Linked DNA regions of Mus musculus: region 2 is linked to region 1. A link is a contact called in public HiChIP or PLAC-seq data. All regions are on one chromosome and are shown on one strand. Each heading gives the region's core, a stretch centred on a gene start, on an enhancer-like site or on the middle of the called end of the contact. The rest is flanking DNA. Distances are from core to core; before and after follow the strand shown. Region 1 has its middle 9.4 kb from the start of Gm51895. Region 2 overlaps Galnt10 (polypeptide N-acetylgalactosaminyltransferase 10).

Region 1 (5,071 bases), core at 1,137-3,636:
AGTATGTGAACACAACTAACTATGGAGCCAGTCATAGACACAAAGGGTTCTGGGAAAGGAAGTCTTATAGAGAAACGACAGAGGGAAGCTTTAGGACGCGAGTGTTTGCCTAAAGAAGGTACCTTAGTGTCGACCCTGCCTAAAGTTACCCAGGGATTAAAACAATCCTGGTGGGGCCAAGTGCCCCCACCACAGCCTTGACTGAGTCATGTTTCAGGTCATGTTTCCACGGTTCCAGTCGTGTTAGAAGGAACTGTAAGGTCATCTGAGTCAGAGTGGTAACAGGCAGAGCTGGGGTGGGGCGCGGTGGAGGTCAGGACATAGGGTGCTGAGGCTGGTGTGGCCAATAGGAGCCTCCTGATGTACAACTCATGACATCCCTTGATACAATCTTCTAAGCATGAAGCTTTCCTGAAATTAAATGCTCACTAAGGCATTTTGCAGCTGGCATACCAAAAGCCATCTACACTGTCACTGTACTGTGTACTACTGCTGTGCCCAAGTGGGTAGCTTAGCGCTAAGAGGCTCTTGATTGGAGAGTGGGCAGCCCCAGTCTCCCCCCCCCCCCTTTCTCATTCACCCTTCTCTCCACTTTAATTCTCTTGATGACTAGGGCAGCTTTTAGCCTTTCCTAGCCTTATTTCTCCGTTCAAATCTCAGAGTGGGAGTAGAAAAGGTGAGCTAGTAGGAGGGGACAGTGGCTAAACAATGACTGTCTCAGGATCCCACAGCTGTGGGGAGCATGGCTCCAACTTCACCACGAGCAAGCTGGGGAAATCCAAGGCCTCAGACCAATCATAGCACGAGGATGTTTTTATTTAGAGAATGGTCTGTGGTATGGCTGTAAAGCCTGAGGGGACACATTGAGAGGTGAGGCCAAAGTGCTTGCCTCTCAGAGCTTTGGGACTCTTACCTTTTAACAAGGTCTCAGGATAAACTACAGGGCTCTTTGTCTTACTATTTTATACGTACGCTTATGTGTACCATGTGTGCAATGTCCACAGAGGCCAGAAGAGGGCATGAGATCCCCTGGAATGGGTGTGGGTGGCTATAATAAGCCCAATGTAGGTCCTGGGAACCAATCACTGTCCTCAGCAAGAGCAGCAAGTGCTCTTAACCTCTGAGCCATCTCTCCAGCCCAGGGCAAACTCCTGTTTAATGAGTCCCACCAGGCTTAAGTGCTTCAGTCCTCCCAAACTTTCAAGGGAAACACTGAAATCATTTTGTGGCAGGAAAATCAGCAGCTGGCAGAGGACAAACGTGTTGTAAAGCCAGGTGGCTTTTCACTGCCCTTCTGGCTCCCTCTATGGCCTGTTCTGCAGAGGATTCTCCCATCCTCTTAGGGGGCCTCAGACTCCTCGCTTAGCCTGGCTTGGGCAGCAGGTTACTCAAAACTAGTGAGTATCATTTGAGATAGTGGGAGAGTAGAACAGGCCTCCCCTCATTGATTTTCAGGTGGATTAAATGAAATTAAGTTTGTAGTGGGTTTCTGAGCCCATGGTGAGGGTTTCCGGAATGTTTAGCTAATATGCTTAAGAGGCATGCAAATTGTATGCAAATGAACCGGTGGCTCCCCTGAATTCCAAAGCCAAGAAAATGGCTCTGATAAGATCTCTTCTGGCTTTCAAGTGCAAAGTGAGAGCTAATAAGTCACCTCCTGTTATCTGGACACTTGGGTGGCTCACAGAACGTTATCAAGTATCCCAAATGAAGAGACACAGGTGTGCCAACCACATTTTTCAAGTAAAATCTTGAGTCACACATCCAAAAGTGGGTCGAAAGTTTGTCTGCTTGTTTTAAAATTCTTAAGCCCAGAATTTTTGTATAATATGTTGTCATAAAGAACAATCGTAGGTGAGCTTCTAAGGAGAACTGGAGCCGCGTATGTCTGAAAGTGCTTGTGCGTGTGAGGGCTAAAGCACAGGGAAAGAGCCGAGGACATCCGGGGGCACCTTTGAGCCAGGCTTCGTGCCTGCCTGTGCTCTCCGTAATTCTTGGGAATCTAGTTTCTGGATGTCAACTCCACATGTTCACTCTAATTGCAACCCCGGACTGGGCCTCCTGAGTCTGGCCGAATTCACTCTTTCCCCCTCCCCTTTTCTCCCCGGGAGCTGTTGTCTGTCCATGCGTTGTGGCTTTGTTAAACTGTCCTCACCCTGATGCCTTCCTTGCAGAAAGCTTACCGAATATGGCTTGCAGCTGATCTCCCGGAGCTGCCCCCAACCAGATCTTGGAGATAATAATAAACATGCATCCATACCCCAGCTGGGCCTGATTGGTGGCTGTTTCCCACCCAGGAACGGGAGCAGCTGGCTGATTATTAAGAGCATGTGCCCCTGGTCCTATCAGTGGCACCACAGCGGCCTCTGCTGGCTGCCCCTGGAACTACAGTAAGTCTGATCTGGGTTTCCATTAGTCCATTTATAGCTGTTGAGATTTGCTGTGGACCAGATGTGGTTTGACATGCTGTGGAAACAGCAGTGAGAACAGATGTCCTTGTGTTCATTAAGTTTATGCTTTAGAACGGGTGGGGCTGAAAAACCAAATACACATATGTGTCAACACATGATGGATGATGGGATCTATGGAAAAGGTAAAGTGGAAGTGAGGGATACAGAGGGAAGGAGGGGAGCAATGTGTGTGTGTGTGTTCACTCGTGTGCCGTGCATTCGTGCGTTTGTGCCTGATTGCCTGTCCGTGTATTCTGTCACTCTCTGCCCTATTCCCCTGAGGCACAGTCTTTCCCTGAACCTGGAGCTGAAGCTAACCCAAGCCATCAAGCCTGAGCAAGCCTGTCTACACTTCCTTCAGCACTGGGATTTTGTGTTTGAGCCAGACCAAGCCTAGTTTTCTAAGTAGATGCTAAGGATCCTAACGTAGGTCCTATGCTTGCAACAGCAAGCACTCTTACCACCAAGCCTCTGGACAGGCTGGAGGGCGGTGATTTTACATAAGCTATTGGAGAAGCCTCATATGATATGGTGGCTTTAGAGGTGGCAGGTGGGGATCTTGAGGCAGAAGGAACAGCAAAAAGAAAATGTGAGTGTCTAGCTTGATTAGGATGAAGAATGTTAGTGTATCTGGCATTAACCAAGCCCATGGAGAGTAAAAGAAGATGCATTCTGAGAGGTGGTAGGCAGGCTGTGCCAGGAAAGTAGGCCCTTGCCATGGTGCCCAGACCTGGAAAATTAGTGACCCCAGGAGGCTGGATAGAACACAAATGATCAAGTCCTGTGCAGACTGAGAGAGTCAGGCATGCACCAGTGGGGCAGAGCTGAAGTGTGGGAACTGCTAGCTAAAGGGGGGTGGGGGTGTACCAGGACTTTGGCTTTTATTCAAAGACAAGAAACCAGCTAAAGTTTCTAGGCAGGAGAATGATTCGATTTGACTTTCAGAGGCAGACACACCCATGCCAGCTTTTGATTGGTCTGAGATGTGGTCTGGACTCTGCAGTTTCTACAGCTTACCAAGGGGTTCGAATGCATAGGCAGTTATGTCATGTTGGTTTCTAGGTGGAGAGGTCATGGGGTCATGAGAAGAAGCAGGGAGCTGAGCCAGAAGGCATGGCTGTCAGACAGGACAAAGGTGGCTCGGTGGCAGCAGTGAGGAGACAAAGGCTGTGGGTTCTGGCTCTAACTTGAGGCTGAAACAGACGCTTGCAGCAGATCTGAGGCTGGGTTGGCTGTACACGGGAAGCAGAGTTCGGAATGGTTGTCTTTACTCCAAGGTTGCTTTTCCCATTCCAGAAGAGGGGAGGTTGGAAGGGCCAGGAGTTTGATTTTAAACACATTATGCTTGAGATATTTGTTGGTTTGCTTTTGCTTTTTGAGATAAGCTGTGTAGCTCAGCTGTTTTGGAACTCACTTTGTAGACCAGGCTAGCTTGAACTCACACAGATCTGCCTGCCCCTGCCTCTGCCTCCTTGCCCCAACTAAGACGTCTTTTTTGAGGCCCAACTGGAGGTGCTGCCTGGGCTTCACTCAGTGGAGGTGACCAGGCTGGATGTGGAAGCCCTAGGTGCCAGTCGGTGTTAAATGACTCAAAGCCAGATGAGGTCAGTTAGGAGGGAAGAAAACAGACAAACAAAGTCCCCATATTTCTGAGGCAGCTACTGGGGAGTGCCACTACAGGAAGGAAGTAGTTACCTCAGGGACCAAAGAGAAAAACTATAGCAAGGCAGAAGAACGGTCAGAAGCTGATCAACAAGATGGAGGAGGATCTCAGGGTTCAGTGGCATGGAAGCACAGGGGACCACAGTGGCAGAAATCTCAGCACAGGGATGATGCAAGGGGCAGAGTGGGAGGAGGGAAACTGGAGACAAACAGGTTATTGGAAAGTTTTGTCTAATAGGAAAGAACCTGAAAGCTCTACTCATTGTTGGGAGGAGTCTCTACAATACTGGGGAATGAGTAGATATTTTAATAAGAACAAATGTTTATTAAGTGTATTTTTATACTCTCCTCGCTGCCTTTAATGCTGCACATGAATTATGCTCCTCCAAGCACTTCTTCCTCTCCGCAGAGCTCTGGAAAGCTCTGTTGCTGTCTCTAATTTACTGACAAAGGAGTCTGAATTCTAGAGAACGAGTTTTCATCCCCCCAGGCACAGCCAGAGAGACGGGAGAACAGAGGTGACTCCAGAGGCAAGGACGCCGACAGCAGAGATTCCCCTCACCACCTGAAGAGCCTGTAGCCCTGTGCCAGTTGGAGGAGGGGTGCTCTGTATTCACACTTGAACTTTGATGGTCCCCCAGAAGGAGCACAGTAGCAGTCAGTAATTGGTTAAAGCAATCATAAGCACGGCACGATGTACAGATCCTCGGGCTTTGCACAGCATCCCGGGATATTCCTCTCTGCTGTGGTACCCTGGCACTGTGTGACTGCACACAGGCCTGCTTACCGCCTGCATCACCCCCAGGGCTCCCATACAGAAATGCAGGGGCCAGATGCTGATTCCATGGAAAACATCTGAATGTTCATACGTCCTCCTCCCTTTCTGACCGTGAGTGGCACCCCTCTGTACCAGGCTGCAGGTCTCTCCAGGGTTGTGAACATACTGCTGTGACGGTTTG
Region 2 (4,676 bases), core at 786-3,285, 200 kb before region 1:
CTTGAGCGTCTGTAGATTTTGTATCCTCTGGGCTCCAAGAGCCTAGTTTCCAAGGGTACAGGAACCACTGTCCTGTAACTGCCATAGCTTTATGTATCTTTTCATCAGTGAATGCTGTGTGGCATGTCTGTCTGTCTGTCTGTCTGTGTATGTGCAGTGCACACTGTTCCTCAGGAGTTATCTTCCTTGCTTCCTGACAGGGTCTCTCATTGGCTTATGAACTCCAGTGATCTTGCCTCTCTCTGCTTCCCCAGTGCTGGGTTCACAAGTGTGTGCCACCGTGTCTGGTTTCTTACGTGGGTTCTGTGGATGGAACTCAGGTTCTCATGCTTGCATGGCAAACACTTCACCGACTGAGCATGCCCTCTGCCCCCGCATTAAAACAGAACAAAGCACCATAAGCAACCTCTGGTGTCGTCAGGTGAAGGCACACAGCACACCCCTGAGATGCATGGATCGCTGGGCGAGACAAGGAAGAAGACACTGGGGTGGAAGATGCTCTATCCACTGAGTCTCCCCTGTGAGTACCTTGTATGGGAATGGAAGGGGCTTTGGATGGCAGGTGGCAACGGGGCAAGAAAACAGGAAGAGAAGTTGGGGTGGAATCCTACTGGTTGCTTCTGGAGGGAAATTCTCGGGGCAGGGAGGGAGAAAGAAGAGGGATGGCCAGGTAGCAGACAGCTCTGGTGGGACCAGGATATCTGGAGGTTGCTGGAATCACCCTGGAGTCAGTAACAGCAAGCCTGTCTGTGGCCTCTTCCATCAAGGGCCTGGTGCAGCCTCAGTCCTCCACAATACTTCTGATCGCATGTGATCTTTTAGGAACTGAGAGCCACTGGGTTCACCAATTAGTCCTAGATTCTAGGGGTGAACACAGAGTGAGGTCTTGAATAGAAGCCAAAGGACATTGGACAGTTGGCTGTGAGGTGAACCCACTGAGCCCCAGCTCATTCTAGGGTTCCTGGAAGACCCCACAAGAAAGCTCGCCATAGCCGGCACCTATGGAAATAGACTCAGGAGGGCCTGGGACTGGCGGAGTGTATGAGGGATTGTGGTGACTGAAACTGACTGGGATCTTGATAGGATCCACAATTGTCCCGGAGACAAACTCTGGACCATCAGTGAGGATGTTTCTAGACTAGGTTAACTGAGGTGAAGGGACCCATCCTAAATGTGTGTGGCACCAGCCGAGGCCTGGGGTCCCCGACTGAATAAAAAGAACCCAGCGAGCTGAGTACCAGCAGGCACTACCGCCTGCTTCTTGACAGTGGACATGGTATGAGCAGCCGTCTCTGGCTCCTGCCTCCAGGACTTCCCTATCAGGATAGATTGTACCCTCAAACCACAAGCTAAAATGAGCACCCTTTCCTTTAAGCTGCTTTGACAGGTATATGGTTCACAGTCCAACAGGAGCAATTAAAACAATGGTGCCTCCGGAATTCAACTCTCTCACCATCTCTCCTTCAGTGAGCGACCTGCTGGTCCATGGTTTAGGTTAAGTTAACATGTGAACTTTATAACAGCCTGAGATCTCATGGGCTGGACAGGTGTATACCTTCCCCAAACATATTCTTTGATATCACATTACAGATGACCCCCACTCCTCACGTGCATGGGGCTCTGACCCCAACAAGCTTTTGGTGGTTTTGAGAATGGATTATGCTCCCTCCTCGAGCGGTGGCACCCAGCTCCCGGGGCTGGGAAGCACTTCATCACATAAATGAACTGCTTGTCCCCACTCCACGCAAGATGAGTCACCCTTTGAGAGTGTTGCTATTACCTAGACAGACAGCCCTGTCTGCATTTTTAATTTCAGCTAAATGCCTTCGTCTCTTTTCAGCAGGTGGGCAGGGGCATAAATCTGTTTAATAGTCAGACATCGAATAAAAATACTCAGAAAGCCACCTTGATGGAGTTAATTATGCCCTGTTTTCTGAAAGCGACTCCCCACCAATCAGCTGAGGCCTTCGCCAGCTGCAGCCCATCCAGGGAATCAGGCTCTTGGGCAGTTCTAATGCCAGGCTCTTGGTGGCTGTTTTTAAATCATGCCACTTGACAGATGTCTAGGAGTAACACGTGCTTCATGAAGGATGCGGATTTCCGTGCCTATCACTCACGGTGTTATCAAGAAAGGGAAAGAAAATTTCCATTCCTGCAATGTGTTGGCCTGTCAGCTTCGCATCTGTTAAAGGGCAAAAGGGCCTCCTGGGGGGGGGGGGTTCCTACACAGTTCATAGAAAGAAAAAGCCGAGCACGTGTCAGAGCTTTCTAGGCGCCTCTCTAACCGTCCATCAATTTCCCAAGAAAGAAACGGGCGGGTGCAATGGCGGAGGGAGTTAATTTAAGGTGCTTGCTGCCACGCCTGACAACCTGAGTTCCACCTCTTGTACCCACACGGTGGAAGAAATGACCTCTGTAGGTTGTCCTCTGAGCTTCACATGTGTGTTGCGGCATGTGTGCACCTACACACACACACACACACACACGCTCACACATATGTGCACACATAAACACACACACATACACACATACATACACACATGAAGGCGTGCACACACATATCCACAGATGAATGCTCGTATGTACACACATGAACACGCACATAGATGCACACATATAAACACACATGCAAATGCACACACACATAATGCACATATGAACGCTCATGCAAGTGTGTGCACACATGAACACACATACATGCACACCCACACCCCACTCCAAGCCAACACAGTATCTGGATTCTCAGGTTACTTCCACATTGGGTAGCACTAGGTCAGGGACTTTGAGATTTTTGGCTTCTTCTAGAAGTTTCCTCCTGGAAATTAATCAGACAGACAGTAGTCCGCCAGGCCCTCATTCTGCTATCACAGTTCATGTGAATCCAGGCCTCTCAGCAATGTCAGGCACTCACCATTCTCATCCATCCTTCCAGCCTCATCTCCCCAAATCTCACATTCCACGGTGCCAATTCTGCTCCACATTTTCTCACCTTCCTCCTTCACTCTTGCACACCCCTCAGCTCCATGCATCCTGCTCCATGTCTCTGTCCTAGGCAATCATATTCATGCCTGAAGTGCTCCCCAAAGCAGCATCCCCAGATGATGCTCGCTCACAGTCCCTGAGGGCTGTGTGGGCTCCTGCCCAGCACAGGTTTCTTGGGGGCTGGGCACAGGGTGGTTTATTTCCCTCACGGTGGGCACCTAGCATACGGAAGGCGCTAAGAGAGGGCTGGTGCACAGTGCTGATTTGATCCTTTGTCTGTTGCCGTCTGCTTTTACAGTTTTAGGTCCTGTATATGCCCGGCATCTTGACGACTCACCTGCCACCAGAGGGAAGACAGAAAGCATGCCGGGGAGTGCCCAAGCTCAGGGAGCTAGTATCCTGAAGCAAAAGATGCCTTCCCAGAGGGGTTAGCATCAAGGGACTGACTGCTCACGGAGTTCCCACTTAAACCTCAGTACTATCAGAGGAACCATGTGTGCTCTCGGCCCACCATATCCAAGTCTGCTTTGTGAGACCACTATGTGTCAGGTGTGACCTTGAGTGACACAGCACAGGTCATTCCATAAGGAAGGTACAGTGGGACTTAGCCAGTCACTGACTTGTGTTGTTGAGAGTGTAGTATGCACATGTGTCACACAACAAGCCACACTAGTCACACTATTCCTCCCCTGCCAGAGATGGCTAAATACAAGATTAGTTTTTGACTGGTTTCCCCAATTTTTTTTAATGAAATCCCACACCATGAATAAATGTCTCTTTACCCTTGATGGGGCACTAACAACGAACCAACAAAATGATTCTCCGAGTCTATTTCCGAGAACCAGTTAGTCACTGGGGTAACTTACAGGGGCGTGAGTGACCCCCAAACAGACTCCAGCATGAGTGACACATCAGGAAAGGCACATGCCTGGAAGTCTCCGCATAGCTGGCAGGCATTTCCACCGGAGTCTCCTCCCTAGCAATTGCTACTGCTTTTGTAACGTTGGGAGGAGCCTTGTGCAAGTTCCTGAGCCTTGTAAGTTTCCTTAGCCTTTTGAGTCTCATGAGCCTCCTCCTAGGCCAGTGTTTTAATTCCGAATTAATGCTGACGCGTGCACATTCCTTCCGAAACCTGTTTTCCTATTTATTAATGGCAGTATGTCACAGTTTTCTTTTGCGATCAGTACTTAGAGATCTAGATCTTTCCCTCTCTGCCATTCTTGTTTCTAAGATTAGGGACAGCCCCGGGTTGTCGGACAAGGAGACCAACATAGGGAGAGGTAGAGAATTTGTTCAGTGTCAACCACTGTGCTCTCTGGCTCAGGCTCGGTCCGGGTATCACACTGTCAGGAGCCAGAAGAACCACTGCAGGGGACTACAGCTCAGACCAGGACAAAGAAGTTCACATAAGAGCTTCCGCCATTGTCAAACCAATTGGAGGCAGAACTGCCTAACCCTACCCCAGATGTTGGCTCCATGGTTGGACTTCACAGACTTGAAGGCTCTCTCCAGCCCTGGCACCATGTGACTGATTCTACGTAATGCTCCAGGATTGGGAGAAACCCGGATGAAGCTTGACTCCTATAATTCGATGGCTCCTTCTGAGAGGCACCCAGTAATCAGCGAGGATAGTGTTTTCCTTTTGATACACGCTACCCTATTTACCTACCCCAGTAATTGTCTCTCTGCCCCAG

Evidence for each region. HiChIP or PLAC-seq counts read pairs in DNA pulled down with a chosen protein or histone mark.
Region 2: an H3K4me3 HiChIP or PLAC-seq map of embryonic basal ganglia shows a contact between it and region 1, with 4 times the contacts expected there. The contact joins two enhancer-like sites. A contact is called at or near these places in 1 of 39 promoter capture datasets (neural stem cells), 6 of 15 datasets of contacts at CTCF or cohesin (CD8 T cells, the NIH/3T3 cell line, embryonic stem cells and 2 more), 35 of 484 Hi-C or Micro-C datasets (the 4T1 cell line, the AML12 cell line, B cells and 16 more) and 10 of 115 datasets of contacts at active chromatin or transcription factors (CD8 T cells, SST interneurons, craniofacial prominence and 6 more).

Annotation. Positions count from the first base shown.
Region 1 is chr11:57,546,391-57,551,461 of GRCm38.p6, reverse strand. No RefSeq gene overlaps it. Among named protein-coding and RNA genes, the nearest start is that of Gm51895, 9.4 kb to the left of the region's middle. Within about 2 kb of position 2,386, at least 34 of the 459 cell types and tissues checked have an H3K27ac peak or open chromatin away from gene starts, as enhancers often do. A contact at or near this core is called in SST interneurons and embryonic basal ganglia, where this site is marked.
Region 2 is chr11:57,751,095-57,755,770 of GRCm38.p6, reverse strand. The region is part of intron 4 of Galnt10 (polypeptide N-acetylgalactosaminyltransferase 10); the gene reads right to left. Among named protein-coding and RNA genes, the nearest start is that of Gm24582, 12 kb to the right of the region's middle. Within about 2 kb of position 2,035, at least 7 of the 459 cell types and tissues checked have an H3K27ac peak or open chromatin away from gene starts, as enhancers often do. A contact at or near this core is called in SST interneurons and embryonic basal ganglia, where this site is marked.